Linked DNA regions of Mus musculus: regions 2, 3, 4, 5, 6 and 7 are each linked to region 1. Evidence: chromatin contacts called from public promoter capture Hi-C data. All regions are on one chromosome and are shown on one strand. Each heading gives the region's core, a stretch centred on a gene start, on an enhancer-like site or on the middle of the called end of the contact. The rest is flanking DNA. Distances are from core to core; before and after follow the strand shown.

The links. Promoter capture Hi-C pulls out the DNA fragments that hold promoters and counts their contacts. Capture Hi-C pulls out chosen DNA fragments and counts their contacts.
Region 2: a contact with region 1 is called in a promoter capture Hi-C map of pre-B cells, with 9 times the contacts expected there. The contact joins the promoter of Zfp87 here to the promoter of Zfp369 in region 1. A contact is called at or near these places in 4 of 39 promoter capture datasets (hippocampal neurons, liver and pre-B cells), 2 of 484 Hi-C or Micro-C datasets (B cells and pre-B cells) and 1 of 115 datasets of contacts at active chromatin or transcription factors (double positive thymocytes).
Region 3: a promoter capture Hi-C map of pre-B cells shows a contact between it and region 1, with 6 times the contacts expected there. The contact joins the promoter of Zfp874b here to the promoter of Zfp369 in region 1. A contact is called at or near these places in 4 of 39 promoter capture datasets (hippocampal neurons, liver and pre-B cells), 1 of 484 Hi-C or Micro-C datasets (CD4 T cells), 1 of 115 datasets of contacts at active chromatin or transcription factors (regulatory T cell precursor) and 2 of 9 other capture datasets (adipose tissue and liver).
Region 4: a promoter capture Hi-C map of liver shows a contact between it and region 1, with 5 times the contacts expected there. The contact joins the promoter of Zfp429 here to the promoter of Zfp369 in region 1. A contact is called at or near these places in 4 of 39 promoter capture datasets (hippocampal neurons, liver and pre-B cells).
Region 5: a promoter capture Hi-C map of liver shows a contact between it and region 1, with 4 times the contacts expected there. The contact joins the promoter of Zfp456 here to the promoter of Zfp369 in region 1. A contact is called at or near these places in 1 of 39 promoter capture datasets (pre-B cells), 1 of 115 datasets of contacts at active chromatin or transcription factors (thymic regulatory T cells) and 2 of 9 other capture datasets (adipose tissue and liver).
Region 6: a contact with region 1 is called in a promoter capture Hi-C map of pre-B cells, with 4 times the contacts expected there. The contact joins the promoter of Zfp595 here to the promoter of Zfp369 in region 1. A contact is called at or near these places in 4 of 39 promoter capture datasets (hippocampal neurons, liver and pre-B cells) and 2 of 484 Hi-C or Micro-C datasets (B cells and CD4 T cells).
Region 7: a promoter capture Hi-C map of adipose tissue shows a contact between it and region 1, with 3 times the contacts expected there. The contact joins the promoter of Zfp457 here to the promoter of Zfp369 in region 1. A contact is called at or near these places in 1 of 484 Hi-C or Micro-C datasets (uterus), 1 of 115 datasets of contacts at active chromatin or transcription factors (thymic regulatory T cells) and 2 of 9 other capture datasets (adipose tissue and liver).

What each region holds. Positions count from the first base shown.
Region 1 is chr13:65,276,925-65,280,471 of GRCm38.p6, forward strand. It overlaps Zfp369 (zinc finger protein 369), which reads left to right and starts at 1,930. Exons shown (of 8, transcript NM_178364.5): 1 at 1,930-2,063; 2 at 2,337-2,416; 3 at 3,338-3,464. The coding sequence starts at 2,048.
Region 2 is chr13:67,524,356-67,527,902 of GRCm38.p6, forward strand. Zfp87 (zinc finger protein 87) reads right to left here and starts at 1,876. Exons shown (of 4, transcript NM_133228.3): 1 at 1,722-1,876. The coding sequence starts at 1,727.
Region 3 is chr13:67,482,495-67,486,041 of GRCm38.p6, forward strand. Zfp874b (zinc finger protein 874b) reads right to left here and starts at 1,759. Exons shown (of 4, transcript NM_001076791.2): 1 at 1,647-1,759. The coding sequence starts at 1,652.
Region 4 is chr13:67,398,146-67,401,692 of GRCm38.p6, forward strand. Zfp429 (zinc finger protein 429) reads right to left here and starts at 1,622. Exons shown (of 4, transcript NM_001080941.1): 1 at 1,551-1,622. The coding sequence starts at 1,586.
Region 5 is chr13:67,374,120-67,377,666 of GRCm38.p6, forward strand. Zfp456 (zinc finger protein 456) reads right to left here and starts at 1,644. Exons shown (of 4, transcript NM_001001186.3): 1 at 1,571-1,644.
Region 6 is chr13:67,330,927-67,334,473 of GRCm38.p6, forward strand. Zfp595 (zinc finger protein 595) reads right to left here and starts at 1,634. Exons shown (of 5, transcript NM_177622.3): 1 at 1,541-1,634. The coding sequence starts at 1,546.
Region 7 is chr13:67,304,891-67,308,437 of GRCm38.p6, forward strand. Zfp457 (zinc finger protein 457) reads right to left here and starts at 1,522. Exons shown (of 4, transcript NM_001003666.2): 1 at 1,460-1,522. The coding sequence starts at 1,465.

The DNA of each region.
Region 1 (3,547 bases), core at 680-3,179:
AGACCCTAGGAATAGAATACTAGACAGTATAAGGAACACAACAGAATTCTTTGTTGTTCTGAGCTGTCTAGAGTTACAAACATACCAAATTATGATCAGGGGCAGACTTCAGGTTCCCCCAATCTAATCTGCCAATAGGAACAAACCTAGTCACAGGTTACCTAATAACTGGCATTACCAGAACCCACATCCTCTTGATGTGTATCGTACAAATGAATCCCTGTGTGTGATCAAGCCAGCTCAGTCAGTCAACAGGGTCTCAAGGGAGGGAGTGAGGATTGAAAAGAAAAAGACAATTAGACTTAATACCACTCAAACCTGTGCAGAGGCTGAAGTGGGTTTATTTTTCTCCAGTCTGTTTTTATGCCATTCTAAGTACATGCAGAGAATAAGGTCAGTTTTCAGTCAAGGAACAAACAAGGCAATAAACAAGGTCCCGTGGTATTCAGGGACTTACAAGATGATCAAGATCTTGAGCCTACTTTCTTGTCCTAGCCCAAAGTCAAATTCTTGCCTGAGCCTACTTCTGTGTTCTAGTCTAATGTCAAATTTCTGCCAAATTCCTAGAAGCTGCCCTAAGAGCTCTCCATATGCATGGATATTTACAGTTAGCCTCCCTGGGACTGAGGGTAATTTTAATTCTCCTCATACATCTCTGATCCTCCGTGTCCCTTTGTAACTGGTCTTTGCTACTTTGTCGGTTCTCTTTTTCCTCCCATTATTATCCTTACCCCCCTTTCTACCCCCTAACACTAGACAGGAAAGGAACAAGAGTAGAGGGGAGAGAGTGATTAGGAAGATCCCCGAATCTGATTTCTTTTCTCTTGCTTCTCCTTTGGCCTCAGCTACTAACAAACTACAACCAACCTCCTCCCTATACAACCAACAACTGGCCCACCCCAGCCCCCAGCCTATCGGGCTCTAACATTTATATACCCTCTGAAAAGTTCCCAGAGTTCCAAATATAACACAATTACCAAAACTCTGCTGCAGACAGAACCGCGATTCTGCTAGAGCACAAGGCAAATAAATCATGGTCAGTTGCTTCAGGCAGTCGGAAGCAGCCCTACGTCCCTATACCCGGAATCAAAATAAAAGCACCTTCTTATAATATTTGGTTTTTTTTTTTTTCAAGAAACCAAAATTCTAGAATTTTCACTACATCCCTTCCTCTGCTGGGGAAAACTGGAGAGGACATTTAGTGTAGCCTACCATATCCTTCAAGTCCACCAGGTCTCCACACTTACCACCTAAACGTTGTAAGACCATACAACCCTGCCTAAACCATACAACCCTGCTCACTCTACAGATCTGGACGCAAACGCCTGTCCTCTCATAGAAACGAGTAAAATTTTAATTCCAATGCCTAATGGCTTTCTGTTTCTACGGTTTAGTCCTTTCTTCCTCTCCCTTTAAGGACACCGCTGAAACTACAGCACGATTGCATTCTTTTCTCCTTCCCCTAAGGAAACTCGGTTAAATGACTTTGTCTTCTCTTGCCTTCGACCCACAGCCAGTCCCCATCCGGGTCCCTCCCCTCTACACTAGTCGAGCTGTGTATTCTGTGTGTCCCCTCCTTCCGCCCTCCTTCCGCCCTCCTTACTCTGCTACAAGGCGAGCATCCCCCAGCCGATCTAACACCAGCACTTCTTCCGGTTTGTCCAAGTTCATTTGCTCCTGTTAGTGGGTTCGACTCCCTCCTAGTCTCGGTCTCTGTCCACGGAGATGCTTAGCATCTTAGTAGCCTCCTTCAAAGGCTTCATCCTAGTTCTTTAGCAGCCAGTAGCAGACGCTTACGGACTTCGGCTTAGCCTGCCAACAGGAAGGACGCCAACAGATTGCCGCCGCTCGACGTCCGCGGGGGCGCCTGGGAGTTGTAGTCCGGACCAGCGAGCCGACTCAGGGGCTAGACCGACAGGCAAGAGCCATTGTGTTTATCGCAAGCACTCGTAACGCTGCGTGAAAGCCCGTCGGGGACAACTCCTATCTTCTGTTTCATTTGCAGCCTCCGGAGTCCAGTGTCGGCTTCGTTAGTGGCTCCACTTCTATGGACCCCGGAGAAGGTGTGTAGTCGTGGGTCCGGATCCTGAGGAGGCATCCCGTTCTAGATGGGGAACACGGTTTAAGAAAACCGACCGCATTCTGGATTGGAGGACATCAACCATCCCCTCTCGGTTAGAGGGGAACCTGTTTTGTAAGCTTATGGGAGTCGGGGAGAGGACTCACTGGGCACTTGGCAATTTTGGGGCGGACTGGTTATGTCCTGCAGAGGTCGGAATATGGGCAGAAGTGGGGGAGCCACTGGGCACATTCCTTAGTGCCTCTTCCACCTTCAGGACGATCAGCATTCTGCCTCCTACCGCTAGAGAACACTGAGGACAGTATGGCTTCCACGCTTCCAACAACCTGGCCCCATGTGAGTAAAGGCTTCTTTTCAGCTTTTGTGACGGCTCAGGGGCCGGCTAGTGGTGAGATGTTTGCTCTCAAATACCCTAGAGTTACGGGAGGAGTTGAAGGACTGCCCAAGAGGGGGGTTAGAATAGAAGAAACAAACAAACCGATTTCTGAACTGGAACTGGCAAGCCAGATTGAGGCAAGCCAGATTGAAGCTTTTCAATTCAAAAACAAAAAATGTTTCTATTACATTTATTTTGTGTGTGGGTATGCACATGTGTGCTATTGCCTGCTTGTGGGCACCTTTCCGGATTGCTACCCTTCTTTCAACATGAGTCCTGGAGATCAATCAAACTCAGGCTTGGTAGCCTTTACCCACTGAGCCATCTCACCAGTCCTTTTCAACTTTTTTTTTTTTTTTTTTTAAAGCTGGGGATCTGGCCAGGCTTTGGTGGCACAAGCCTTTAATCCCAGCACTTGGGAGGCAGAGGCAGGCCCGATTTCTGAGTTTGAGGCCAGCCTGGTCTACAGAGTGAGTTCCAGGACAGCCAGGGCTATACAGAGAAACCCTATCTCGACAGAACAACAACAACAACAACAAAAGCTGGGGATCTGGTTGAGAGAAACTGACAGGTGTTAGAAGATAAGAGGCTCATGTTTAGTTTTCAGCAGCTACTTTAAAGAAGTGATAATTCAAAAACAAGAAAAGAGGTATAGATGGGAGCCAACAGTCCTATCCCCTGGTTAGTGAGAAATGAACAGGTTTTCATAGACCACAGTCTCACTTGTCCCCTGATTAGTGTCAGACCGATTTGCTCAAGGATTCAGACAAAGGAACATGAGATAAGTAAAATGTAGCTGGGTCATCTTGCTCAGCCTTTCTATTTTTCTGACACCATGGAAGAGGAAAACCTGCGGCTGAACTGCATCTTATGGCTTTTAGGAATCTGTGAAGTTTGAAGATGTATCACTGAGATTTACCGAGGAAGAGTGGGCACTGCTAGATCGCCAACAGAAGTGCCTGTACAGGGAAATCATGATGGAGAACCTCAATAACATGATTTCAGTAGGTAAGCCAGGCTCCACTTTAATAAACACTTGTTTGGGTGGGTGCAGCACGCTTTTAATTCCAGGACTTCAGAGGTGGAGGAGG
Region 2 (3,547 bases), core at 626-3,125, 2.2 Mb after region 1:
TTAGACGGAATTCTGTCAGGCTGGTACTAAGCCAAGTGACAGAAGCCATCAGAAATAGTGTATCCATGAACTGTTTTTTAAAACCTTTAATAATTTTTACACAGAATCGTACTTAGCTTAAGTTCATCTTGAGTAATCTATAATATGGAAGATGACCTTGAAGTCCTAATCCCCCGCCTTCACTTCACAATGCAGAGATAACAAGGATGCTCCAAGAAGAGGCTTCAGTTTTGGTTTGGTTTGGTTTCTTTCAATCACAGGTGTGTTTAAAGTATATATACTGGAAAGGTCTGTAAGTTACAGGACAGCATGCCTCTGCTTCATGCCTACTTCTTAGGAAACCACTTTTGGTTCACAAGGTAGTGTACTCTTCCCACTTTAGATAATGGAAAACACAATGCTGTTCTTGTCCTGTAGGCCAGTGACATTAACTAGGAAGTCTCTGTCTTTTACATAACAGTTACATAGTCCACAGAAATATTCATACTGAAGGTGGCTTAAAACCCATGTTCCTTATGAATAATAGGCTTTAATGCCACACAAACACTTGATTTGACTTAAAGTGTTGTGAACTACAAAACTATACAAGAGACAGGCCAAGGAGTCTATTATGGGCAAGGGACCCTAACTGAGCAAAAGCTCTTCAAATTCACCTTTCAATCTTTCTGACGTGGATAAACTGGCAAATGTTCAGGGAGCAACAGGGAACCTGAGTGCCACAGTCGGGGCAGTGATAGAGTAGTTGTTAAGGGAGGTTTAGATGTGCAGTGTCCAGAGATAGAAGAGAAGCTCACAATTGAAGAGCAACGTAAACACTGTTAGGTATTCAAGGTCACTTCTCCTCCCCAGGGACACTCAAGTCCTTTCCCCGAAGTCACTAATAATCTCCAGGCCATCTCTCTGCTCCCATCACCCCCTCATTTGTTTCAGAAAAGGAGTCCAAGCTTCTGACATTACACAATCTCTGACATAAGTGGATACGGTATTTTCTAGTATTTTACTCTACAATGTAGGATCAATAATATCCTGAATAAGCCTTCTCCTTTAGAACATTAGACTGTCTCTACATGTGAGTGTTAAGTGTGAAGATATAGATCACGGAGGTGGCCATGAAATATTCTCATTCAAAACAACACACCAAAAAAAACCTAACAATTTATTCCAAAGAGAATGGTACTAACATCCTATACACCAACCTCCTTAGCAGAACTCTGTCCCTGGAAACGAGGAGCAGCTATTAACTCAAACCAAGAATATTAGGCTGGCCATAAATAGGAGGTGCCAGATCTCCACTCGATCTAGAAGTTCTGAGAAATCTGACCACAGTCAAGTGGCCAAGTGATCACAGCCAACAGACTTCCTAAGGCAAGCAGGAATGTGGGCTCCCATTTACACCTCTGGCGCAAGGAGAGGGCCGGCCCACCCTGCGGGGGGGCAATACTGAACCTTCCACCATTCCACATTTCTGTGCTACAGAGCCAGCTCTCCCACCCCAGAAGCGTATACAGCCGCGTCCTAACAAAGCTTTCACTCACAGCGCCACCCCCATACTGCTCTCCCCACCCAGATTTGCATCCAGGCTCAGTTGGCCCAGCTTAGGTCAGCAGCACAGCATCACCAACTCGGCTTCTCCCTGCCTCTGGTCCACCTCGGCTCCGCTCCCTCCAAGCTGGACCACTCCCCTGCACATTCCCTCAGGCTGCACTGCTCCCTGGACCAACCTCCATGTCAGAGATCCGATCGAGAGCGAGGAGCAGGACACAGCACCGCTAACTTAGGGGAAGACAAACGTCTGCAGACGGGATGCGGAAGTGCGGTTCGCAGAGCGGCTGCTTGTGACGTCACAGAGGGCACGACTACATTTCCCAGAGTTCTGTGTTCTCCCTACTGACAGCGGAGGAGGGTGGAAAGAAAGGAGAGGTGTCAGCACTGGGACAAAAGCCCACAGTCAGGCTGCTTTAAAAGTTCCGGTTGTAAAACGGACGTGCTAGAACATCCGTTGAGGCTTTGATAGGAGGGGTTATTAGTTGTATCTGGTCAAACTGTAGTTTAAAAACTCGTCTACTAATTATAAAATTGGAACCTGCACCAAAAGTTGACAATCATTTAATTGTACTTTAAAATAAGGAAACAAGAGGCTAAAGTGGAGTGAGTGCTATTACTTAGAGATGCTTTTTGACATCAACTTCGGTGTTTAAAATGAAAGGATTACAAATCCAAAGCGTTCTAGGCACTTTACAGAGACCTTGTCTCAAAATACAAAGTACAAAACTAGCAAAGGGGGTAGACTACGTGCCTAGAATGAAGGAAGACTTAATTTAATGCTCAACTTGTACATACTCCATTTTTCCATGTGTGCTGACAAGCCTGTGAGCATACATGCATTAGACTCCACAGCTGGGAAAACAAACAAAAACACTTTCCTGTGAGCACTGGAATCCATACAGTGAAGGAGGTAGGTCAGAGACATAGACGTTAAAAAAAAAAAATCTCTGAACGAGGTTATAAGTACTACCCTCACATTTACATGTGAAGACTTTCCAGAATCCATTGGTGGATCCTTGATCTCTCCATTTGTCCCTTGCTTACACTTTCATTCATTAATCTGCATAAGAACTTTAATTTTATGAGAACTATACCAGAACATCACCCACGTCTCCCTGGTTCACCACAAACAGAGAAGTGTTTAACAGCAGGTGGTCTCTGAGCCTGTGAGTATCTCTTCTGCTTCTCTCCCAAGGAGGGCACAGTTCTTAGCATTGTACGGACTTCTGGTCCATCATCCATTGTAGAATTTCTCTCTGCATTAGGCATGGGGTATCTTGCTCTGTAGACCAGGCTTGCATTGGACTCAAAGATCCCCCTGATTCTGCTTCCCAAGTGCGGGGATTAAAGGCATGTGCTACCACTATCCATGGTATTTTTATCACTGTGGAGAACTCAACTTCTCTTTTCCTACTTAGTTCTCCTTGCAGTGATTAAGCATGTGTTGTAACCTCCGAATTGCTGATACTAGAGAGATACTTTAGTGTTGTGCACAGTTTGTCTCTGCATTTTTTGCTCCCACCCCCCACCCCCCTGGCCAGAAGCTCCCATCTTCCCTCTAGCCCTAGACAAGTATGCTACACAGACAGCTGGTTTCTGTGCTGTGTCCTCCTGCAGCAGCCTGAAACTCCCTCCCCCCACCTCTAGCATTAGAATGGCACTACCCATAAAACTCCCCCTTAATGAGGACATTCTGAGGAGACATCCTCCCTGCCTTTGTGTCTCTAAAAACCAACACTCCTGCTGAGGAACTGCAGAACTCCAGGTGCCTGTCCTTGAGACCTTAGAGAAATAACAAGCTCAAGGGAGACCATGGGGAAAAAAAAGTAAACAGAGGTCAAGCTCTCCTTAAATGCTATTTTCCCACTGGACTTTCTCCTTTCAGATGAATTCACACTTTTGGAAGAATAGAGTCTTTCATGGACGGGGGTCTAGGCTTAGGGCACCTTTCCTGTTGCCTCAATATGGAGAATTAGGGTTCCCCGTTTAGAGCCATTCTTTC
Region 3 (3,547 bases), core at 509-3,008, 2.2 Mb after region 1:
GCATTGTTCTGCCTCCCTTTGGGAGCCTTAGTGTGAGGATTCAGTTCAGAGTGGTAGACATTTTGTTATGAAGTTGAAAACCAGAAGCTAACATTGAGATGTTGAAGGAAAAAAAAAATTTTCACAGCAGGGCCAGACTTCCAGTCTCTCAGATAGGAGAGAACAGAGAAGCCACAATATCTGAAAGCCCAGAGAATTTATTGTAAATACAGATGTTTGGTTCAACAGGTTTGTCAGTCAGGACAGACAGCTCATTCACAAAATCCACAAATCTGAACTGTACATTTACGAAAGAGTTTGACCAAGGGTCAGGAACTGAAACAGGCAGTGTGTGTGCAATCTTACAGTGAGGGCACCTCTGGTGTCCTTTGTTAACACCTTGTGACAGATTTTACAATCCCATGCTTTACAACCTCTAAGGTTCCTAACCCTGGAGGCAATTTTTTAAAATCTGTCTTTCTTAGGAAGATTTTAATTAATCCTCCATTGAGAAACAGCTCAAGCCGGGCGTGGTGGCGCACGGCTTTAATCCCAGCACTCGGGAGGCAGAGGCAGGCGGATTTCTGAGTTCGAGGCCAGCCTGGTCTACAAAGTGAGCTCCAGGACAGCCAGGGCTATACAGAGAAACCCTGTCTCGAAAAAACCAAAAAAAAAAAAAAAAAAAAAAAGAGAAACAGCTCAATATCCTTTTAGCAAACATGGGTGTCAAGCTACTTTCAAGTGAGGAACTGAACAGCCTCCATGAGGGATTCCTATTCCAAGTGAATCTTCTTTAAATCCACAATTCATTTCAAAGAAAGTGGGATAAATATCACGTACACCAATGCTCCCTTCAGGACTCTGACCCTGGAACCTAGCAAGTTCTGTCACCTCAAAGCAAGACAAGAATAACTGCATGTGCGATGAATTAAAGACTAGCTCCATTTCCAACTGAGCGTTGTACAACACAGCAACAAAAACAAACAGCAAACAATAGTAACCGGACATGCATTCTGCTTTTTTTAATCTCTCTTAGCTGTGCTTGCTCAGAAAACAAACAAAAAATATAATGCCTTATGAAGCAGACCATCCCAAGTTGAGACAACTGTGTTTTGTGACTTAAAGAATTCCAACCCCTGTCTACCCTTTTGCAGCAGTTCTCAAACTGGCAAAGGAGATTGTGGCTCTAAATAAAGCAGTTTTGTTTCGTTGGTTTGTTTTTTACCTTTTAATTCCTAGTTTTATTTGGTGATCTTTCTCAGTGGTCCTGAACTCCGTAACAGACAGCCATAAAGTACAGAAAGGACCAGATCTCCTCTTATCTAAACATACTGAGCGATCCAGTAACATCCACGTGAGAGTGACCCAGCTAATACTTCCACCAGAAAGCTGGAAAGTGAACGCCCAGAATCACCATGACCAGGCAAAGACCTTCACCCAGCCAACATTGCCTAGGCAATCCTTGAACTTACAAGCTTCTCCATTCCTTGAATTCTGTCGGTCTAAACAGAGGTCAGTCCCACTAACCCCCGCAGCGCCCTCTCACCAGCCCTGTCCAGAAAGCTCCTCCAAATCAGCTCCTCCCAGCTTCCATTCCACCCGGTCCCTGTTCCCTCCGGACCTATGCACCCCGCACAGACCCTGGGGTGACTGAACCCTGGACCAACCTCCATGTCAGAGATCCAACGGGAGAGCACAGCAGGACCAGAGTCTGGCCCAGCTTTGGATAAGAGCCGCACATGCTTACCAAAAGCTGAACTCTTGTTTACCAAAGTACCGATCTGTGACGTCACCGTGCTACAGACTACATTTCCCACAAGTCTGTGCGATGGCGTTGCAGGAGTCTTAGGAGAGTGAGTTGTACTACAAAATGGTCCTGGATTTCTGCATTGATGTCTGTCACCTAGTTAGTGTCGCCTAGTTAAGAAGCATGGAGGCCACGAACTGAGCCCAGTTCTAACGAGCCGAGTGCATTCCTCAGTTTCTGTGGTCCAGCTTAAAGGGGCAGAGGATTTTCTTGGCAAAGTTCTTAATTTCTTCATTTCCGGTGAAATTTACAGCTATTTGAGGAAACTGCCTCAAGGCTTTGGCTTAATACCCAGTACTGCACATACTTAAGTGAGCCGCGTTCTCCTGTATTGACACCCTGTGTGAATATTTGTCAGTGTACTGAGTTACCAAGATGGTAAGAGATAGAGACACTCCAGGATGTGATAAGCTTTAGCAAAAGCCGCCGGGGAATCAGCTTCTGATGGACTGACAGCCAATGTGTCGGGTTTACCAGGATTGTTTTATAACTGAGGTTATGCTAAGCTTTTGATATTCCCAAAGAAGACAATGCCATGGATTTTAGGTAACAATCACGGATTATTTACAGGAGATCACCACAAGGCTTAAGCGCCATCACTCTGGATGCCCTGTGCAATGGCTCTTCTAGAAATCAACTACAAGCCGTACACAGATCACAAGCCACTGCAGGAAATCGTTTTCATGTGAATATTGGAATCCATTCGTGTCGGAGGTTAGTCAAGAGAAACAGACTAAATCATCGAACAATTTTATTTATTTATTTAGATTTTTCGAGACAGGGTTTCTCTGTTTAGACCTGGCTGTCCTGGAACTCACTTTGTAGACCAGGCTGGCCTCAAACTCAGAAATCTGCCTGCCTCTGCCTCCGGAGTATCGAACAATTTTAAAGTCCTCCTCTCTGTTGTTTATCAGTAAAGATCGCCCAGATCCATCGCAGATCCTTTGTCCATATTTTCAACCTTTAGCTTATGTAAGTGTTGTGGGTTGTCCTGATGTTGTTTGAATTTTCATGTTAATTCTGCATCCTCAAGAGGGGTGGCCCCCGGGAGAGTGGTGGATCAAGTACTCAGGTGCTCTCCTGTGAATCTTCTCCCCATTTACTGGTCAATAAAAGCAAAAGCCTGTGATTGGGCCGTGGAGAGGAAAGGTGAGAGAGGAGATCTTGGAGAGCGAGAGATGGGGAGGGAGAGATGACAGGAGAGGAGGAAGCAGCAGCTAAGATGGAGCTGAACCACGTGACCAGGAGAAACTGCAGATAACCAACGGTCTCCTAGCTGGGGATAAGTTAGTATAGTTCTGCCAATCTAGGTTTATTGCTTATAAATATAATAACTGGATTGTATGTGTTTTTGTACGGGACTATTGGAGTTGAAGATTACTGTTACATGTAAGAAAGTTAGTTTTAGTGAGTCTCAGAAATATTTCTCTTAGTTACTGTACCTCACTTTGGAACTTGGCCTTTACATGAACCTGATGAACAGAAGTCTGTAAGATTCTCTGAATAATCTGAAGCACAAAGTGGAACTCAGTGATTTTGCTTCATATGGATCTGATTTGCGTTTGCTTACTCCTCAGCCATCTACTTATCTTTCACATTTACATGTATTCTTGTGTTCAAAACCATGTTTTACGGCATGTATGGCCAGCAAGCTTCCATAATAGTTCATTTCCTGTCCCTGGCCATCTTGTTTGCAATCTTAATTTCTCTAAGTATTTTATACATTGTTTAATTAATACCCATAAATACACTGTTCAACAG
Region 4 (3,547 bases), core at 372-2,871, 2.1 Mb after region 1:
TGCAGGGGAATCAGAGACTTGCAAAATTCACTTTCAATGGGAAAGAAATGCAAATAATGTCTGACCTGAGGCAGGAACAGTTCCACCCATTAACAATTACTACCTATCCTTCCAATAACTGGGAGCTCGATGGTTACATTCCACTCAATGGAAGCCCATCCTAGAGGAAGTCTAGAGCAACAGAAAGGACAGCGCAGATGTTTTAAGAACTCTTGCATCTCCTGTCAGTGACAATCAGAGATAAATTTTCAGAGAGTCGGGCAGATCTAAAGATTAACAGGACATTGATGGGAAGTAAACATGAGAGAGAGGCAAAGAGAACGATGGATTCCTGATCAGGTTCCAAACAATACAGACTCCCCATTCCCTACCAGCCTGTCTATACTACACAGTGCTTAAAATACATACAACACAGATCATGAAGCAGCAACTCCTAGGTTGTGCCAAGTGTCAAAGAGTCTCTGAGTGTGGAGTGAGGATTAAAGACAGGAGAGGCCGAAAAAAGATGCAGAGCCAAGAAATAGACTTGGGAGGACTGCTGGTCAATACCACAGCAGCCTCAAGTTTATTATTCACCGCCCTTTTATACCTCATATTACCATGGGCAGCAAAGCTACAAGATAACAGAAACACTGGCAGAAATATACACAATGTTCATAAACTTCTTCAACAAGTCCAAGCCCTGATAATGTCATGTTGACCGGAACCATTGTGGGCCAAGCGGACATTATCTCTTTTTTTAAAACTCTCAACTGTAAAGTAGGGATGGAGGTCCTTTCAAAAGTTTAGAAAATACAGCCCTCAAGGTGAAACATGATGTGAGCTCGTCTCGATCCCACTCTGCCTTGTAGACATTCCTGCCAGTGTATCCACTCCATGCGTTTCTTCAACCCTAGTCCAAGATTTTCAGTGCATTCAGGCAGATCTGTTGGCAGTGTCCCAGAATTCCCCTAAACGACACCTGTAGTACCTCGGATTTTTCCTCTCTTAATTCTTTACTGGCAGAGAAAAGTGAACACAGTCAGACCTCAAGGCCATTGCTATAAGCTGGCTACAGAGTACACGGGGACCAGAAACCCTTTTACTCTAAAGACACAAAGGACTCTGGCAGCATCCAGGTGAGATGGGGGCAGCCAGGAATGCGCGTTTCCAGCAATGCAGGTCTGTGGGCTCTGGCACTCTCTCAGGAGCAGGTAGTCAGCTCATCACCATTAGTTTGCAATCTAGTCCCCCACTACCAAGCTGCTCCAGTGTACCAGAGAACCAAGGCAGACTCGGGCTGCTCTCGGTGTTCTAAAGGAAACCTTCACTCAGGACACAATCCCAAAAGGCCAGTCCCCTCACTCCAAAACTGCAGCCTCAGCGGTCCCAGCCAGTTCAGCACAGCAAGTCCTGGCAGCTGCTTCCGCCCTCCCACCCAGCCCAGAAGCGCTCCCTCCAAGACAGAGCCCTGCTCTGGCACCCACCCCAGTCTATGCTGCTTCCTTGAACCAACCTCCCTGACACAGACCCCGCACAGAGCCCCAAGCAACGCTGCTGACTGGACCAACCTTCTTGTCAGAGACAACTGGAATAGATAGCCGCATAGGATTTCCGCCCAACTTTGAGGAAGAGGCACAAGTACAAACCTGAAGTCAGAAGGGGATTTCCTGGAAGGCTCCCAGTGGTCACAGCGGTGCGGACTACATCTCCCAGAAGTCTGTGCGAAGGAAATCCCAGAACCCAGGGTGGGTGACTTCTACTGTTTGGAGAGGTACGTGGATGGTAACACAAAGTAGAAGGTTGAAGGAGGAAGCCTTTTCTGCAGAAAAGCTATGGGTAATGCGACCCCATTTGGTTTCGGACCCCAGAACCACATCGGAGATGTACGGATATGAGTCGAGCCTTTGACAGAAACATATGGCTTACAAGTCATTTCTAGTTGTAAGTTTAATATTACTACTTCTTGAAAAAAACAAAAAAACAAAAAACGTTGACTTAGTAGTTCGTTAAAATAACAAAGCAATACACTAACCTACGTGGGAAGGAAACGTAACTTTATAAAAGGATGTTTGAAACCAACCTTGGTGTGCCTGACTATGCTCCTAGCTCCTCAGTAACTTTTGACAAATGGACTTGCGGTACAAAGCTGGCTTGGTTTCTGCCCCAACAAACTTGTATACTGTTGTTTGTGTTTCTACTTTTCGAATATATAGAAATAATTCCTCCAGGGCATTGCTAATATTACATATACAGGAACACATGCTGTTTGAGCAGGCCAAGGAGGTTGACTCTGAAGATAAAATTTGACATTCCCAAGCCACACCCAAGCAAGTGTCTATCTAACATTCCTCTAAATCTCTTGTCCCGAGTTAATGCCCCAGACTCTCAGACATTGGAAAGGAGATCAACAAGCAGCCCAAGGAGGCATTGATTAAAACCAGCTAACAGGCTACCTATGTCCAACAGAGACTACTACTGTTGATCTGTTGGTAGAAAGGTGTCTGTAATAAAAGCAGGTCACACATCCAGTCATTTCTCCAACTTGTTGTATGTAGTTGAGACATAAATGCAAAGGCTTTGAGTTGTACTGTAGAAACAAGAGTATACAGAGCACAAACATTTTAAATTGGTATCCACCCTCACCTGCAACTAGGATTTCTTTCTGAGAGCCCTCAGAAATCAGTGTACATGGGACTGCTCACAAAACAGCCAGGGGATCACATGGAGTCAATGCCTTGGCCATTCCTTAGATCCTGTGAACTAAAGGCAGGTACTAAAACATCAGCTGCAGTGGAGTCTACTCCACTGTGGAACACAGACCCAAAGTAGCCTCTAAGAGTACAGAAGCATAGACTATGGGTGCTGAAATAAACACTGGAACCTTACAGATTAATTCCCATAATGACCTCAACCGAATGGAACCAGTCTCTGCACTCTCACTACTAATTCAATCCTGTGGTTATACTCAGAGAACCTGATAATTTGCTGTATGTAGGTGTATTTGTGCCCCCATGTTTATTGCTCTTTATTCCCAACAGTAAACAACCAGAATCAACATAGATATCCATGAAAATATTAATGGAAAACAATTTGGTAAATATAAATATTTATTACAGAGAGAGAGAGAGAGAGAGAGAGAGATGCTCTTTGGATCTAAGATACTGTAATCACAAATTTTACTAAGAAATGGACTGACATAGTATGTATGATATTGATATTACTTAGTTTTATAAAGGTAAACACTGCATGTTCTTCTAGGTGTTTAATCTAGACAGTACTATATGTATATATGTGAAGAAATTTTCATGTGGGTACAGTATATTGCAGGCATAATGTTATTGTACGCTGTGTAAAGATTATCCTTGTATTATTCAAATCCTGATTTCTCAGCCCCCATATATGGTTGTAATCCAGACATGACATTGTAGTGCTTATTTTAAGTATCTCCCCTCTCAAGTGTGTGCAAACATTATTCCCCACTTATTATCTGACTTGTTAATAAAAGCTGATCAGCCAATGGTTAGGCAAAAGAGAGAATAGGGCGGGACTTCTGTTAGACAAAGGA
Region 5 (3,547 bases), core at 394-2,893, 2.1 Mb after region 1:
ATGGAGAATTAACTGCGGGGCTCACTCCCTATGTTGGCCAGCACTGGCTTCCTCCATTCTGCATGGGCAAGTGTCTGCTGTCTTGAGTACAATCTCCTGTGAGACCCTGGGGGTGGAGGTCCGGGGACCTGTAAACAGGATACCGTTTTGTGGGGATTATAGCCAGTACAATTAACAGCAAACATTGCAGGGGAATCAGAGACTTGCAAAATTCACTTTCAATGGGAAAGAAATGCAAATAATGTCTGACCTGAGGCAGGAACACTTCCACCCATTAACAATTACTACATATTCTTCCAATAACCAGGAGCTCGATGGTTACATTCCACTCAATGGAAATCAATCCTAGAGGAACTCTAGAGCAACAGAAAGGACAGCGCAGATGTTTTAAGAACTCTTGCATCTCCTGACAGTGACAATCAGAGATATATTTTCAGAGAGTCGGGCAAATCTAAAGATTAGCAGGACATTGATGGGAAGTAAACATGAGAGAGAGGCAAAGAGAACGATGGATTCCTGATCAGGTTCCAAACAATACAGACTCCCCATTCCCTACCAGCCTGTCTATACTACACAGTGCTTAAAATACATACAACACAGATCACGAAGCAGCAACTCCTAGGTTGTGCCAAGAGTCAAAGAGTCTCTGTGTGTGGAGTGAGGATTAAAGTCAGGAGAGGCAGGAAAAAAAAAATGCAGAGCCAAGAAATAGACTTGGGAGGACTGCTGGTCAATACCACGAGCAGCCAGCAGCCTCGAGTTTATTTTTCACCGCCCTTTTATACCTCATATTACTATGGGAAGCAAAGCTACAAGATAACAGAAACAATGGCAGAAATACACACAATATTCATAAACTTCTTCAACAAGTCCAAGCCCGAATAATGTCATGTTGACCGGAACCATTGTGGGTCAAGCGGACATTCTCTCTTTTTTAAAAATTTTCAACTGTAAAGTAGGGATGGAGGTCCTGTCAAAAGTTTAGAAAACACAGCCCTCAAGGTGAAACATTGTGTGAGCTCCTCTAGATCCCACTCTGCCTTGTAGACAGTCAGACCTCAAGGCCATTGCTATAAGCTGGCTACAGAGTACACGGGGACCAGAAACCCTTTTACTCTAAAGACACAAAGGACTCTGGCAGCATCCAGGTCAGAGTGGGGCAGCCAGGGATGCGCGTTTCCAGCAATGCAGGTCTGTGAGCTCTGGCACTCTCTCAGGAGCAGGTAGTCAGCTCATCACCATTAGTTTGCAATCTAGTCCCCCACTACCAAGCTGCTCCAGTGTACCAGAGAACCAAGGCAGACTCGGGCTGCTCTCGGTGTTCTAAAGGAAACCTTCACTCAGGACACAATCCCAAAAGGCCAGTCCCCTCACTCCAAAACTGCAGCTTCAGCGGTCCCAGCCAGTTCAGCACAGCCAGTCCTGGCAGCTGCTTCCGCCCTCCCACCTAGCCCACAAACGCTCCCTCTAAGACAGAACCCTGCTCCTGGCACCCAACACCAGTCTACACTTCTTCCTGAACCAACCTCGTTGACACAGAGCCCCAGGCTACGCTGCTGACTGGACCAACCTTCTTGTCAGAGACAACTGGAATAGATAGCCGAATATCATTTCCGCCCAACTTTGAGGAAGAGGCACAAGTACAGACTTGAAGTCAGAAGGGTATTTCCTAGAAGGCTCCCAGTGGTCACAGTGGTGCGGACTACATCTCCCAGAAGTCTGTGCGACGGAAATCCCAGAACCCAGGTTAGGTGACTTCTACTGTTTGGAGAGTTATGTGGATGGTAACCCACAGTGGAAGGTGCAAGGAGGAAGCCTTATGTGCAGAAATGCTATGGGTAATGCGATTGGTTTCGGATCCCAGAACCACAACGGAGATGTACGGATATGAGTCGAGCCTTTGACAGAAACATATGGCTTACAAGTCATTTCTAGTTGTAATTTTAATATTACTTCTTCTTGGAAAAAAAAAAAGTTGACTTAGTGGTTCCTTAAAATAACAAAGCAATACAGTAACCAGCGTGGGAAGGAAAAGTAACTTTATGAAATAATTTCCTGATGCTAGTTTATTATTTCAAGAATTTGGTATTTCAGGACCCACTTTTCATAATTCCTTGAGTAAAGTCCCAGAATTACCTATAAAATGAGTCATGTTACTTTTCCTTTTTCACCACTTCATGACATCAGGAATTTATGTATTAATGCAGTATTTTGTTATAATTGTGTGAGTTAGCTTTGAATAGTGAGTGGACTCAGCCCTGGGAAAGGCTAATTCCCCCCTCTCTCAGCCATTCTTAGGTGCCCATACATCTTTGTCTACCCAGGAGACTCCCCCTGCAGGAACCATGAGCCATTGTCATTGCTCAGTCAGTCATGTTTAAGGGTGCAGCTTCCCTTCACTCTCTAAGCTGCTCGACCTCACAGCCGACCTCCTGGACCTCTGACTCTCATAATCGATCTGCCCCTATCCAGAAACAGTCCTTGATGACTATATGCAGAAAATGTGGTATAGATGCATGTATTGGGTCTGGACACAGATTACAGTTCTCTGCATTTGGGTAAGTTTCAGGTTTTTTTTAACGTTCTCTGTGCTGCAGCAAGAAGTACTTTGAGGAGCAGTAAGAGTTTCACGTATGTATAGACCTTAGGAAAAGTCTTCAGAATGCAGTTAAACTTATGATGGTTTAGAAAGGTGGCATTAGCCTGTCCTCCAGGATGCAAGACCTAACAAGCCATGGGTGGCAGCCCATGCTTCTATCCATGATGTATGTCTACTTGATCAACCTTTAAGTCCAATTATACTACTGCTAATGTCAAGATGTGATTGGCACTGTGGCACCTTAGGGATATCACGCCATATGGGACGTTTCTGTGGTCCACTGCCACAGAACTAGCTAACAGCTAACTAGGATCATTACTGCTTCTCTCATTTGGAAGCTTGCAAGGCAGCTTCTATCACTATGATAACTGGTCCTTAGCTGGGAGACCTTCCTGTCAGGTACAGCTGTAATCCTCTGAGTCTTGTGTCTGAAGTGTTAGGTGATTTCATTGCAGGAAGGAGGGTATAGCTATCGGTCATAAGGCTTTAAGACAACTTAAATGCATGTTCTTTAAAGAGTGACTGCTCAGAAAACAGTCTATTGTCTACAGGGCATAGTTAAGTGACTATGAGGAGGCCAGCAGATCTAAAAGACACAGGAAGAATGAAGCAGTCTGATGAATAGAGACCCAGCAATTTCTCAAGGGAAAGGAAATTCAACTGTCTTGAAAGCTTCTTCATAGCTAGTTAAACACAGCAGCTTCCTGACTTTATAAGCAAGCAGAAGGGTAGACTGGTAGGTGGGGGACAGACCCTACTTTGTTTCATCTTAGGTCAGTGATACCCAACCTGTGACAATCCTTTTGGCAAACCTGTCTCCAAAAATATTTGTTTATATTAAGATAACAGTAGCAAAACTACAATTATGAAGTAGCAACGAAAAACATTTTGATGGGGCTTGCCACGAGATGAGGAACTGTATTAAAGGGTCACAGCATTAAGAAAGGT
Region 6 (3,547 bases), core at 384-2,883, 2.1 Mb after region 1:
AATACAGAGGAATACTCAAGCCAGACAAAGATGGAATCCTTTCCCACACAAGAAATGCAATCAGGTTTCTAACCCCAAACACTAGTCATTAACAGAAGGATACTAGTGAAAATTTGGATGTAACATTTCAAATACATTCGACGGAACTTCTTACAGCCCATTTGTAAGTTTTCATAATTAGAAGATGTCAATTGGATGGATTTCTATCAGGGCACTGGTGCTCAGAACTGAGACCAACCAGAAGTAATTACCACGTAGAAAAAGAAAAGCTATGTTCTAAGAATCTTTTTAAAACACATGGTCTCATGTAGCCTAGGCTCACTTTGAGTTGGCTATAAAGGAGACGATGATTTTGATTCTCTGGATTCCTGACTCCTCCCCAAAAAGCAGAAGTGACAGAAATGTGTCATAGAATTACACTTAAGTTCTCTTTTCTGTCATAGAGCTGTTTAATTAAAAATATATATGAACATAAGGTGCCTATAAATTGTATATGAGCACAATGCTGTACTCTCTCTACTTTGTAAGGAACATGTTTTGATGTACAAGGCAGCATTGCGATTCCGACTTCATATACTGTTATTTTTTTTTTCTACAGATTAGCAAAGTTAACGAGGAAATGTCTGTTATCCTAGGTATGGTTAGAAACTCATTGAAAATCCCAGTAGATAGGACAAGGTGGTCTGAAGCCCATGATTTCTGGGAGTAGACTTGAATGCCACGAGCCAGGCTCTGGCTCACTAACCCTTGGTTTGACTGAAAAGTGACAATATAAGCAAGATCACCTGAGATAGGGGGGAGGGCTGTGGTGGAGAAACCCTGAAAAAAACAAACACACACACACACACACACACACATCAACTCATCTTTTATATTTGAAAAGGAGTCCAAATTTTGGACAGAACACTTATTAAGAGGATTATTGTCTAACGATTTTTAAGCAGAAGGGCAAATTCCATATTTGGGCAAACACTGGTTCATACCAGTTACAAAATTACTCTGTGTCTATGTAGCCATGTATTGTGATGATTCAGGTATAGGATTGTACCTTCAGAATTCTTTTCAACTCGAGGCATCCATAAATCCAACAATTCATTGCAAAGGAAAAGAAACTAACATTCCATAAAACAATCACCCTCACAGGTCTCTCTGTCCCTGGACATCAAGAACTTTAGGAAGATTTGTGAGATCAAACTGGAGTAGTGGACGGGATATAAAGTTTAGTAGGCACTAGACGTCCACGTGTTCTGTATGTCCCGAGAATCTGACTACAGCTATGTAGGCACAGGCAGAGCACGTTTCCCCAGTAAAGATGAGTGCGCTCCCTTCAGCATCTCAGGCAGAGGCAGTCAGCAGACCCAGCCTGCCCTTGCCATCCTGTTGTTTCCAACCTTCTCCCCTTCAAACCTGTGCCCAGGGGCAGTGGCCCAGCCTAGGTCAGCACAGCATCTCCAGGTCAGCTCAAATCATCTTCAGCGCCCGACCAGCCACCCTGCACAGTCCCTCAGATCTGCAAGATGGCGCTGTTCCCTGCACCAACCTCCATGTCAGAGATCCAAACGCAGTGCTCAACAGGACAGACGCCTAACTTTGGGGAGAAGCTTAAGTTTGAAAATCAAATGCGGAAGTTTGATAAGAACAGCCAGCCTTTTGGTGACGTCAACGTGGTAGGGACTACATTTCCCACAAGTCAGTGCGAAGAACTTCCAGGAACCCACAGAACTAGTTTGTTGTCCGCCAGAATTCCTGCCACCCGTGAGTAGGTTAAGTTAGGAATAAACAAGGATCTGCAGATGGGCAGACACGGGCATTTGGACTCTTAAAGTCCGGTGGTCGCAGCACCCTATGTTAGCCTGTGCATCGAACCTTTTACAGTGATGTTTACCACGTTTCCTAGTTATTTCTGCTAGGACGCTGTGGTTTTAAAGGAATTTAAAGTATTTTACTACCATATGGAAAATTCATCAGTTACTTAAAAATATGGAAGCTAATTTAGGACTGAGCATTATCTCTTGAAGATGCTCTTGAAACCATCCTTGGTGACCCTGATTGTCTTGCAGCATCTCAGGTGGTTAAGAGAAACAAATTAAAATTCAAAGCTAATTACCACCAGGTGGTTTCTGAGCACTGCTTTCCTCCCCTGCATCTCTCCCAAGGGGAAGGGGGCAGGCAGACAGAGCTCTTGGGATCACAGAGGTATATGTACAGAGAGACAGGAAAATTAATAAGGAACATCAAAACCTAACACAGGAAATTCTATAGTGCACAGTGGACCAAGGCTAGGCCACTATCCCTGGGCACAGGTTTGAAGGGGAAAAGGTTGGAAACAACAGGATGGCAAGCGTCCTTGGTCCATTGTGCACTATAGGATTTCCTTTGTTAGGTTTGATGTTCCTTATTAATTTTCCTGTGTCTCTGATGATCCTGTCATCATTCATATTTCACCATATTTGAACATCAGTGGTATCTGCCTTGAACTTCCCACATTTCTCTGAAGCAGAACATCAAGATAACTCCTTCTTGAATACAAAGGTATCAGAAATGTGTTCATATAACTGTCAAATGATATCACTGTATTAAAGAAGTTACACTGGAAACATGGAGTATTGAGAATTCCCATCTCTTCTTTGGAAGGCTTATTCTTGTGCAGTTCATGCTTGAGTCAAAGTTACAAACCCCATTGCTAGCTCCCTGGGAGCAGTAGTATGCTAGCAGCCTTCAGATGAACATGTAGAACTCTCAGCTCCTCCTGTACCATGCGTGCCTGGATGCTGCCATGTTCCCTCCTTATTATTGGACTGAACCTCTGAACCTGTAAGCCAGCCCCAATTAAATGTTGTCTTTTATAAGACTTGCCTTGGTTGTGGTGTCTGTTCACAGCTCTAAAACCCTAAGACAACTAGGCTATGTACTATTTACTGAACTAAGACAGGAGTTGGTACCAGGAGTGGGGTATTGTTGTGATAGGCATGACCACGCATTTGTCTGGAAGAATGTGGATTTGGGGACTTTGGATTGGGAAGCAGTAGAATGCTTCAAATGGGGCTGAAGGGGCTATCCTAGAAAGAATATGAAAGACTTTGTTGCTGATAGTGATGTGGCCTACAGACAGTTTTTGTGGTATTTTGGTGAAGAATGTGGCTGCTTTTTGTCCTTGTCTGATGAGTCTACCTGAGTCTAAGGTAAAGAGATTTATATTAATTGTATTGACAAAAGAAGTCTGAAAATAGCCCAGTAGAGACTTTGTTCTCTGGTTAAGTTTCATGAAGAGCATTTTGAACAAGCTTAGCAAGCATAGGAAAAACAAATAAAATATATGGTTCAAGTCTTAAAGGGACACCAAGAAGTGAAATGGAGCTGAATCCTATGTTCTTGAAAATAACAGCTTGAAGAATTTTGGGACAAGATTCCATCCAGCTAAGTTTAGATCCAGGCAAAGTGGTATACACATTTAATCCCATCATTACAAGGGACAAGGCCATGCAGATCTCTGAATTCAAGGCCAGCCTACAGTGCAAGTTCCAGGGAAGCCAAGTTCAGACAGTGA
Region 7 (3,547 bases), core at 272-2,771, 2.0 Mb after region 1:
GCTTATGACAATAGATAAAAACCTCCCAGAATCCACTGACAAGGGAGAACATAAGTTTCTATGAATCCAAAAGCTAAAATCTCAGCAGATGGTATCTTAGGTGAATAGAATATCTCCCATATATCGTAGTACATGCTTCTATCGACTCACACCAAAGTATTTTAAATTTTCCTTGGTTAATGACATTCTTTGTTCTGTAAAACCATGAAACTGATTCCATGTTGGAGCATAGAATTTGGATTAAAGTAAATCTGTGTTCTCAGATCAAGGCTATTCAAATGGCTCTGGACTAAACTATTCTCTTAACCCTTCAGGAGGAGAACTATGCATAGACAGGAACCTATGTGAAAAATCATTAGACCCCAAATGTATAACAGCTTTCCAAATTTATATTCCAGCTGTTCCAAAGCAGTTGAAAAACTTGGGGAATTCTTCCTAAAACTATTAAAGGTGCCTCAGTAAACCTGAATGTCACATTGAGGGACAGAAAATTTAATATTTAAGACAGTTAAATTTAGGACAGTTCAGACGCTGCTGACAATGTGAAGAGACAGAAGAAAATCATGTGATAAGAAAACATAGTACAATGTACAGAGCCTGGCAGATTAGAGAGCAATGTACAGAGCCTGGCAGATTAGAGAACAATTTACAGAGCCTGGCAGATGAGCAGAGCCATTTTCCTCTTCCCTTTCAGACTTTCCAGCCCCACCCAGCAATCTCTCATCACACCAAGTCGTCTCTCATCTGAAAAGAAGTCCAAATTTGGACAGAACACATACTCAGAACCGTTGAGGTACTGCTGTCTAGCGATTTTAATTTGATGTGCAAAATCCATAATTATCTGGATTGGGCAAACATAGGTTCATACCAATTACAAGATTATTCTGTGGCTACATAGCCATGTATTGTGATGATTCAAGTCACAGAGATGTCTATTGGAAATTCCCACTCTAACCAAGGCATCCATAAATCTAACAATTCATTCCAAAGGAAAAGTAACTAACAACCCACACAACAATCACCGTCACAGGACTCTCTGTCCCTAGACACTAGGACCTTTGGGAAGCTGTGTGAGCTCAAACCAGGAGTAATCTCTAGGACATAAAGTATATGGGGCGCTAGATGTCCACGTGTTCTGTATGTCCTAAGAATCTGACAACCACCACAGGAGAACCCGTCAGCTAGGCAGAGCACGTTTCCCCAGCAAAGATGCGTGAGCTCCCGTCAGCATCTCAGGCACAGGCAGTGAGCAGACCCTGCCTGCCCTTGCCATCCTGCTGTTTCCAACCTTCTCCTCTTCAAACCTGTGCCCAGGGACAGTGGCCCAGCCTAGGTCAGCACAGCACCTCAAGGTCAGCAGCTTCCTGTCTCACAAGCCCAAGTTGGCACTCTCTGTGCCCTATCCGCCACCCTGCACAGTCCTTCAGATCTGCAAGATGGTGCTGTTCCCTGCACCAACCTCCATGGCAGAAATCCAAATGCAGCGCTCAACAGGACAGCTGCACAAATTTGAGAAGAAGCGAAGTTTGAAGAAAGAATACGGAATTTTGTTGCTGACAGCTCTTTCTGATGACGTCACAGGCGATGGGACTACATTTCCCACAAGTCAGTTGGAAGGACTTCCGGGAACCCACTGAAGAGCTTTTGTACACTGCCTGGATTACAGTCCACTGAGAGCAGCTGCACATGGGCATGCACATGGAATTTGGGCTCTTTTAAAATCCTTGGTCATGGCACGAAATGTTTGCCTGTAAGATGAGCCTTTCACAGTAATCACGTTCATCACGTTTCCATGTTATCTCTGCTACAACTCTGATCTATGTATAGAATCATTCACGAATGAAAAATTCATGCTTTCATGATCTGCTTTATTTAAGAATGTGGAAGCAGGAAGTTAATGTAGGAGTGAGCATTATCTCTTTACGATTCTATTGAAACCATCTTAGTCGCTTAAGATAGAAGAATTGGAGATCAAATCTAGTCACCAGCAGATGTTTTCTTAGTACAGGCTTTCCTGTCTCCCAAGGGGAGGGGCAGAGTTCCTGGGATCACAATGGTGTGTGTACTGACTGTCGAGCCATTGTGCACTTACAGGATTTCCCTTTGCCTTAGGTTTGATGTTTCTTATTGATTTTCCTGTCTCTGCACTGATCCTGTCATCGGTCATATTTGAAAATATTTGAACATTAGTGTTATCTGTCTTGAACTTCCCTCCCTTCTAAATAGAACACTTGAGTGTTTTCTCCTTGAATACAAAGGTATCAGATATATGTTCATATTACTGTCAAATAAGTCACTGTAATAAAGAAGTTACACTGGAAACATGCAGGATTGAGAATCCCTACCTTTTCATGGGAAGGTTTATTCCTGTGTAGTTCATACTTGAGTCAAAGTTACAAACTCCATTACAGAAAAGGCTTCATACTTCCCGGAATCCTAATGATCCAAAAGGAACCCGTTTCAGCGCAAAGACTGTGCAGAGTCCCTATTCTTTTTCAGGAGTATGTTTATCCAGAGATGCAGATCATTTGCTCACTCAGAGAAACTAGAGGCAAGGAGCAGTACGTGTGTGTACCTGTGCTTGATTGGCAAGCATCATGACTGGTCTGTCCTCCTCCTGAATGCTGCAGTGAAGGGCATTGTCAGAAGCCACAAAAGTTATTATTTCTCAGCATAGCTAGTTTTCCAATATGTGTTATGTGTTGAGGTCTGGTCTGTTGCTATGTATGTAATGCTAAATTCTATACCCGAAGATCTAAGCCTACCACAGACTTCTCACATTTACAAGGTTCTGTTGTGCAAACCTTGTTCCTTGATTTAATACTATTAGTTAAATCAAATTGGCTACAGCCAATTACTGGAGAAATTACAGGTAGGTGGGTTTTGAGTTACCTGGTAGAGGGTCGAGAAGAGAGAGAGAAGGAAGAGAGACCAGGAAAAGGAGGAAGAATGGGGAAAGAGGACAAAGATGCCATGTCTCAAAGATGAGACATGGCCATGAGAAACAGCAAGTATCTGGGGTATACCATCGGGAAGAAAGGAGGACACCAGGATAGCAGTTAGAAGAATAAATGAGGGCTGCCCTCCCCAGTAATTGTCAAAGCCAATGGAAATAACCATAGTCTGAGTCTTATTTATTTGTAAGCTAGTCAAGGGTAAGCTTAAATTAGTTGTGTGTATGGTATATGTATACATGTATGTTTGTGTCTTTTCATGCACACATTTGTAAGAGGGTAGTCATTCACATGAGATGTGTTCATCCGTGAGGATGCAGCATCCATTTACAAGTCTTCTGCAGTCTCCATTTCTGTGCATTGTGGCTGTATAATTCAATAGGAGGAGGAGTTACGGTGGTGTAGTCACAACCTGAACATATCATCAAAGAGGAGCCTCATTCAGCAGAATATTAGGAACCCAGGCATAGTTATGGAAAAGTCTACTGGAGCCAGAGTCTCAGGACTAATATGTTTGTTTAGACCATGATCCCAGTTTTAAGTTTACTGCCTACTATCATTTTTTTACATCTTGACCATTTAATTTTCTCTCT